Regions from separate parts of the Gossypium arboreum genome. Here region 1 is linked to region 2. Evidence: chromatin contacts called from public Hi-C data. All regions are on one chromosome and are shown on one strand. Each heading gives the region's core, a stretch centred on a gene start, on an enhancer-like site or on the middle of the called end of the contact. The rest is flanking DNA. Distances are from core to core; before and after follow the strand shown. Region 1 has its middle 21 kb from the start of LOC108479297. Region 2 holds the start of LOC108482932 (protein PIN-LIKES 7-like).

The links. A called contact is a pair of places that touch in the nucleus more often than the background predicts.
Region 1: a contact with region 2 is called in a Hi-C map of leaf, with 1.8 times the contacts expected there. The contact joins the enhancer-like site here to the promoter of LOC108482932 in region 2. A contact is called at or near these places in 2 of 5 Hi-C or Micro-C datasets (both in leaf).

What each region holds. Positions count from the first base shown.
Region 1 is chr7:34,571,871-34,576,116 of ASM2569848v2, forward strand. No RefSeq gene overlaps it. Among protein-coding and RNA genes, the nearest start is that of LOC108479297, 21 kb to the right of the region's middle. Within about 2 kb of position 1,296, at least 2 of the 2 cell types and tissues checked have an H3K27ac peak or open chromatin away from gene starts, as enhancers often do. A contact at or near this core is called in leaf, where this site is marked.
Region 2 is chr7:34,452,543-34,456,739 of ASM2569848v2, forward strand. It overlaps LOC108482932 (protein PIN-LIKES 7-like), which reads right to left and starts at 1,684. Exons shown (of 10, transcript XM_017786060.2): 1 at 1,483-1,684; 2 at 911-1,151; 3 at 671-750; 4 at 471-595; 5 at 269-390; 6 at 1-185. The coding sequence starts at 1,045.

The DNA.
Region 1 (4,246 bases), core at 46-2,545, 120 kb after region 2:
TAGGTAGTTCAATAAAATTAATCATGTATAGCCTATAAGGAAAAGTTATTGAGGCCTATCAGGGGTAAAGACAAAAAATTTCTTTAGGACGCTCGAATGAAATTTTAATTTTTAATAGCCTATATCTTTATAATTTTTAAAGGATTAATTCAAATTTTTATAATTTAGGGGACAAAGTGTAATTTTACCTTTACTAATTTAAAATTTAAATTTTTAAGTGGCTTAAATAGTAATTTTTTATTTTAGGGGGTTGGGGCCCTGCCAGCCCCCTTCAATTCACCTCTGAAGTCTCTTAGTGAAGATATGGATCGAATTCTTCATCAACACCAAGAGAATGAAATCTACCGAACAAATTATCATTAATTTTTTTACATTAACAATTAAGTAGCTTGATTTAATTTATTAATAAAATACAAATATAGTTGAAAATTTTAATTTAAAAATAGTTTTATTTATTATAAGGTAAAAAATCGAGGTATAACATAATCTTTTTATAACATCCAAATGTTATTATAGATATAAATAAAATTTTAAATAAGGTATTATAAAGAGAGTTTAGTTTCGTTTCTGCATAATTCATTTTTAGTAACAATATATTAAATATAAATAATGTGTGCATAAATTTATATTTTGATAGTGAATATTTATCAAATTTCTTTTAAAAAAAGTACAAAAACAAAATAAATTGATTTTGAATAGACTGCGCTGATCATATTGCCGGGCCTAGCTGGTTTTCTTTTACTCCCTTTTTGCTTGATATATTTAGCCATGAATATATGGTATTAACGGTCCTTCATTGCATAATACTAGTAATAAATAAATAGGTAAAACTATTAATGAGGTAGTTCTTTAATTATGTGTTTGGGTTTTATAGTTAATTGTTTCTCTTTAAAAAAAATACATGTAACGAGAGAATTGATCAATACTATAGATGATGAATATCTTAGTTTCAAAAAGAAATATAGATAAAACTCAGCATGATTAATTTGTAAGTCTTATATAGCAGGGATGTGGTGACAAAATGGGTTCTATTAGAGATAAACCAAAATTTGAAATAAGAGTTCAAAATACTCTATTGAAATCTCAATTCACTTCCCTATGTCTATGATACTAACTGCAAAGGTTATATAGATGGCTCTAAACCTGGTCCTTGTTCTACAATTTAAAACACACACACAAAAAAAAAAAAAAACCGTCAATGCAACCTAATCCTCCATACACAGGAGAGGATTCAATAATCAATTATTGATATCTTCCTCTCGAAAAAGATGGATCAGTCAACTCTTTTACGAAGGAATCAAACAAATTCTTATATGCCCAGAAATTTTAGGGTCAACTTTACTTTTTAAAAAAATTAAGAAAACCTTTAACCAAATTATTTCTAAAACTTTACTAAAATATCTAAAAATTTACCAAAACAAATCCTTAATTTCTTGTTTTTTTTTTTTAAGCCAAAGGTAATGGTAAAAGTGCCGCTTACTAATTATTTGCCTAATGCCAACTTCGCTTTCTTTTGCCCCGGCTGGGTGGGTGTGTCTCTGATGATATTTCGTTGTGTGTGGTCCATCCCCTGCACTCAACTATTTTAGTACCTCTTTTTAAAACAAAACAAGAATAGTAGTACCCGTGCCTTTTCAATTGGAAAAGAAAACGTGCTATTGGGAATTATTAATGCTGCCAAGGTGATGTGGCTATTAGGGACTTCATCATTAACGCTAAAAACTATTAACATACCAAAAAATGTCGTCTTCTTTTTTAAATTTACAGACCGTAAAATATTTTTTGTCACATCAGTATTAAAAATGACAATATCAATATATATTTTTTTGATGCCATTTATTATTGTGAAAATAAAGTTTACAAAACAGATCTTTATATAGATTAAAAGTTTCATTTCTCTTATTTTCTTAAGCAATGTGGAATATGAGATATCAGTATATATAGACTCATAAATAAGTTTGTAACTTATTCCTATGCAATGTAGAATTGCTTCCTTAAAATGTGATATATAGATAATGTGTATCTATAGACTCATGAGTAGGTTTAATTATAAAATTAAATTTAAGATAATTGTTCAATACAAATTGTGATTTTTTGAAGGCGTATAGATTTTGAAATTTAAGTTGTCAATATGTGAATTGATTTTTCTTCAAATATATTCCTTAAAAATCGTAAAGTGATTGTATTTATATGATTAATAATAATCTCGATGTTTGTTTTAATGTTTAACTATTGTATTTAAAGTGATTGATTTATATGAAGAGTGCGAATACAAAGTTAAAAATATATATTTTATTTTTAAAATGAGTATTTAAAATTATTAATTTCCGCATTGCATACTAGTTAAAATCTATATTTGCTATACTCAAAAATAATTTTAAATTTTTTCTAAATGTATATTTAAAATAGTTAGGCTATACTTTAATTTGAAGGTTTATAATTTACTTTAAAAGAGTTATGATTTTAAAGAATATATTTTAAGAAAAATCAATTCACATATTGACAACTTAAATTTCATAATCCATATCTCTTAAAAAATCACAATTTGTATTGAACAAGTATCTTAAATTTAATTTTATAATCAAACCTATTCATGAGTCTATATATACACATTGTCTATATATCACAATTCAAGGAAACAATCCTACATTGTCTAAGAACAAATTGCAAACCTATTTATTAGTCTATATATACACATATCTCATATCTTACATTGCTTAAAAAAACAATGGAAATGAGACTTTGAGTTTATATAAAAGCCAATTTTGTAAGTTTTATTTTCATATTAATAGGTGGTAGTAAAAAATAAAAAAAATATAGATGCTGCCACTTTTAGTGTTGAGACAAAAAATGCTTCCAACTGAAAGTGTTTTTTTGTCAATATATTGTAATTGCATTCAACTGGAAGCATTTTACAGGTGATATGCAAATCACTTCTAGTTAGAAAGTTAGCTCATTCTCATAAATTTTAAAAATTTGACCTATTTTTGTAATTTTTTTAAAAAATTCCATTCTTAAAATTATCCAATATATTTAGAGAAAGTTTTTTTGAACTTAAACCGTTGAAAGTAAACGTATGTAACAGATGCCGAGGCTTGGTGCATATATAGCAAGATTTTGATTCCAATGATTGGCCTTAAAATTGCAAAATATGTAATTCACACAACCTAATTTTGCATCTGACATATATACTTGAATCAACGTCATAGTCATTTATATTTATTTCATGAGCATTGTGCAGCGCATATTACATTTTGACTTACTCAATGTCTCTTTATTGCATGCATATTGTTTGGAGGTAGTGTTTTGAAAAGTTATAAATGATGAGTTTTGTCTATAGTTATTAAATTTCTAATTTTTTGCTTATTAATTAAGATGTGTGTTAGATGCCTACTTAGATATACTGAGAAATGTGGCTATCTATTTGGATAGATGTCTCTATGAATAAATATAGGTTTTTTTTATATAAATAAGAGTTAGATTTCACTTGGAATCTCACTTAAAAGAAACTTTGCAATAAAATTCATTTTGTTCTCTCTCCAACTTTTAATCCTTATAGATTATCCTCTAAATAATTATTATAGAAGTTCTTTATAAAACAATGATATTCTTGATAAATATTGCTATGTGCTCAGTCCATAGTGGTACGAAATTGGACGGAGAAAACAGAAGAAGGATCGAAATCAAGTTGTTCGACTCAAGAAAGAAAGATTTGAATGTGACTTGAAAGGAAGAAACCAAATAAATTCTAACAAAGGAAATAACCAAAATAAGAAAATTAAAAATAATAATAAAGGATAAATATTCAAAATAATAACTAAATAAAGAAAAGATAGATTAAAGTAAAGTGAAAAAGTAAAGTGAAAGATGAAACGATAAACTGATGGGCATGATGGATAGAAGAATAAATGTCCAATTGAACCATTTGAGATATAAATCCCAACAAACTCAATTAATGGCTCTAATCAATCCTCCAAGAAATAATCATTGGCAAATTGAAGGGTGAATGAATTCCCACTACTCCTTGAAGAAAATCGAGAAGAAAACTACTTCTAAAAATTAGAAGAAAGAAATCTTACACAAGAAACAAACTCCTAGAGTTAAAAACTTTATTAATGAAAACAAATTGTTTGATTTGTATACAATGCAAAGGTCTATATATAAGCTAGCTAGATAAATCTAAATAAAGCTCTTAAGTATACTAGAACTCTAATTAATCTAAACAAGAAGTAGGTTTAAGCTAAAA
Region 2 (4,197 bases), core at 434-2,933:
GCCACTGTTGTTATAGCACCTTCCTCGTTTCTTTCTTTCAGAAGCTGAGATTGGGCGGTGGCATCCAAGTTGTTGTTGGCTTCTACTTTTGAAACGAATTCCTCAGCTGCTTCAAGTGCTTTGGATTTCACTGCTGAAGATTTTATCATTTGGTAACTGATTGTCCATATGTAGAAACCACCAAGCTGCATTAATTACCCAAATTAAAGCACATGTGAATATGATTAATCAGTCCTTCTGTAGGCTTGAAATAACCACGTGTAATTACCGCCATGGAGAAAGATGCATAGGAGAGTCCAACTGAGTTGCAAACATCACGGTTTCCAAATGGGCTTCTATCTTCATTGCAGACTGCAGGGACAAGTATAAGGAGAAGATTTCCCACGTTCCCTAGAAATAATTTCAACTACAACTTAGTCACATGTAGGGAAAAAGGGGGCCTTGAAAGTTCTTTCAAGTTTCGACCATACCAGCTGAACATGTCGCAATAATAAGACCTTCCAGATGGGGCTTTGGTCTCAGTATCTTAACCACAAACCATCCCACTATTCCTCCCACTAGAAAGGTGATTCCCATGTTTACAGGCATAAACCACCTGTGAGTTGATTGATGATCAAACACATTGAAACCAAGCCATCAAAGTCTATATGCATGTATGTAAGTATCCTACCATGAAATAATGTCTTGGAGCGTGACGGTCTTGGCCAGACTTGCAAACATGAGCGAGGGGGTAAACACAACGAACACAAGCTGCGTTTAATCACATAACATAAACAAATCTAAGAACTGAAGAAGATATTATGATGATATTACAGTCAAGTTAACTAATTAGCATGAAAAAAGCCTACTTATGCTGCCTTTAATCGCCTATAGAAACGATTATTCATGAAAATAGTCAAGTAATTAGTACCTTATTCAAGGATCTGCGAGTGTCTTCTGGGAAAAGCTTGCAGTAATCAGTCGCCAGGAAAGCGCCTAACAAACTGATTATAAGTACTTGCAAGATAGGCATGGAAGCAACCTCGAACAATGTCCAGAAACCCATGTTTTTAATTTGTTTATATATGATAGATGAGAGTGAGTGAGACAGAAAATGTATTTGGTGCAGTGCAGCAGCCCTCTTTCAATGATGATGAGTATGGTTTGTGTAGCTGCAGGTTTGCACAAATGAATATATGTGAGGCTAAAACAACAGAAGAGGAGGAAAAGGAAGGGAGGGCACATACAGATAGATACAGTGCAATGCAATGCAATGGGTGCGAGATAACATTAAGCGGAGATGTACGGTTACAATGACGTTAAAAAAGGAAAACAAAAAATTAAGTTGGGGAGATAAATGAAAGAAAGGTATTTTGATTTGATTTGTTGGTGTAGGGTAATAGAGAAGGAAATTGGAGTTAAGTAAAAGACATATGAACCAATGTGGAGGAAAGATCGGTGAAGGTCACAACTGATTGTAATTTAGCTGCCTGCCCTCCTTACCCTTTTCCCTTTGTGTAATTGTGTCGTTGCTATGGGATTGCTAAATAGGTTTGGATGCTTTTAATTCTTACAACAAGATGAAGGTAAGCTTGGAGGCGGATTGTTATGTCAATCTAACAAGATTGTAGAGGAAGGAGATGAAAAAGCAAAAATGGCCTGGAGAAAGGATAAAAGCTATGGTTCAAGGTAAGTATCTTATAATATTCTACCATATTGGTAGGTCCTATTAATGCTGGATGGTCAGGACCAATAATAAAAAAATGATAGCAACTGGAAACAGCGTGAAGATCAATGATAGTTAGGATAAGATTACATAATCATGGACAAACAATGTCCTTAATTTTTCTTTTACATTATTTTTTTTCAAAATCAGAATATCAACTATATGTAATAGTAATTATTTTCTTGTCGTAGATGCTTTTCAAAGAGATAAACGTTTGACCATAAAATGTGCTCTATCCTCATGAGCGAGATCGAATCCTCGATCACATGGTTAAAGTGTGAGTTGAGCAAGCACCATACCGCATCTTATTGTAAAGTCAACCAAAAGGATAGTACCCACAAAATAGGGTAAATAACACTATTGGTCACTAAACTAAAAAATGTACAATTTAATCACTGAAATATTCAAAAAATTTTATTTAATTCACTAGGTTTTTCAATTGATGCTATATGATTTTCTCTGTTTATACTACTTACACCAATCGAAATTTTCTCTCTTCTTCTATAGTTCTATTTTTCTTTCATGAAACAACTTTGGACATCATGAATTTATAAACCAAAATTCAAATAGCTTTTTTCCTCGATCTCTGACGCTGACCAATAGATCAACTTGGATCTAAAATACGTTCTTCTATTCATCGATGGGTACTGATCCACCGTACTGATCATCAAATTATTGTTTGAAGCTTGTTGGTGAAGCTTTTTTTCTTTAAATTAATAGCCCAATGACTTAAATTAAAACTTTTAAATAATTTAATGACTTAAATGAAAACTTTCGAATAATTCAATGATCAAATTGTAACTTTTTTAATTAAATCATCAAAATAAAAATTTAAACATAATTTAGAGACTAATTGTACAATTTACCTAAAAAATAAAATTAGCGAAAAGGACGCTTTTTAAGCCAACTGTCAAACATCGAAGGCATAAATGAAAAATGGTCGCTTGCTGTTATCTATTCAATTTCTTAACGATGGATGCGCGCTATTTGTTGAGTGTCAATTAATTGCTTTAATTACTCCTAATTCCGGCTTTTTCTTCTACTAATGTTAAAGAATTAATTATTTATGAAAATGATTCAAGTAAAAATTTATTTATGTAAATAATCTATTTTTCATAATGATTATTAATGTCGCTTGATATATCGATAGCATCATTTCTTTATCATTAGTTAATTATCAATTTTTTAAAATGTTTTTTGATTGTTATTATTGTATCGTGCAACACCTGTATATATTTTTAAAATACCTATTAATGGGTATTTAAGGAGAAAAAATAAAAATATATATTTTAATACTTAAGAAGAAACAGTTGAAATAGAAAAAAACCAAAAAATAAAGGGAAAATATGTGATCGATGTCTACTTTATAGGTGGTTTTGTCTTTTGGCTTGTTAGTGTCACCATCAGTGAGTGAAATAATGTTTAAAAATAATAATATTAGATGAGATGAGAATGAGAAATAAATATATATGGGAGAAGATAAAATAGACGAAAGAGGAAAGTCAAATATATGAAAGGAAAAGAATAACATATATGTAAAATAAGGATATAAAATGGAATTGAATATTTTATGGAAAATAAGAATCAAGTATGGCAAAGGAAAGAGAATAACAAATATGCAAAAAAGAGATTTTCCATAAAATATTAAATTATAGAGCACAAAAAAATATTTTTTTAAAAAATTGATGATTGGCTAATGATAAGGGAGCGATGTCACCGGTATGTCAAGTGGCATTGGCGGTCACTGTGGAAAACGAGTCATTTATATACATAAGTTTTGACTTGTGTCATTTTTGTAAATAATTAATTTTATTGAGTCAATTAAATTAAAAAAACCCTTAATTCCTCAACAACTAGATAAAAGCATAATAATTTGTAAAAGATTTGATAAAAACACCTTTACAATTAAACTCCATGTGATAGCCTGATGGTCAAAGATGTTCACCGCTCTAGATGTGACTTGAGTTTAAATCCCGTTAGTCGCGTTTCTTATTCGGACTTTATCTTATTATTGTATTTTGTCAAAAAAAATAAAACATTTTTACAACTTCATTTTAATTTTAAAAAATTTGGTCCATCTGACAAAATAATTAAGTCCTTATTGTTTTCAAAATGAGCAAATAATGGTAATTTCAAGTGGTGTTGAATATAATTTTTTAAAAAATTTATATAATATAAAAAATTTCTTTAAAAATTTCTAAAATCCAAAAATAATAAAAATAATAAAATTTGAAAAAAGTTAAACATTATAAAATTAAAGTTTTAAATATTATCTAAAAATCCAAAAAGATAAAGTTAAAAATTAATAAAATTTCCAAAGCTTAAAAGTACAAAATTTAAAAACATTTTCAAAATACTAAATAATTCATTTTTATATTTCAAATAGATATTTACCGTGCTAGATCTGTCTAAGGGTCAAGTAGTCCATCCGCCCCAATAGTCTCGGTCCAATTTGGCCGAGCTTGGATAAAGATTTTCACACTTCAGACTAG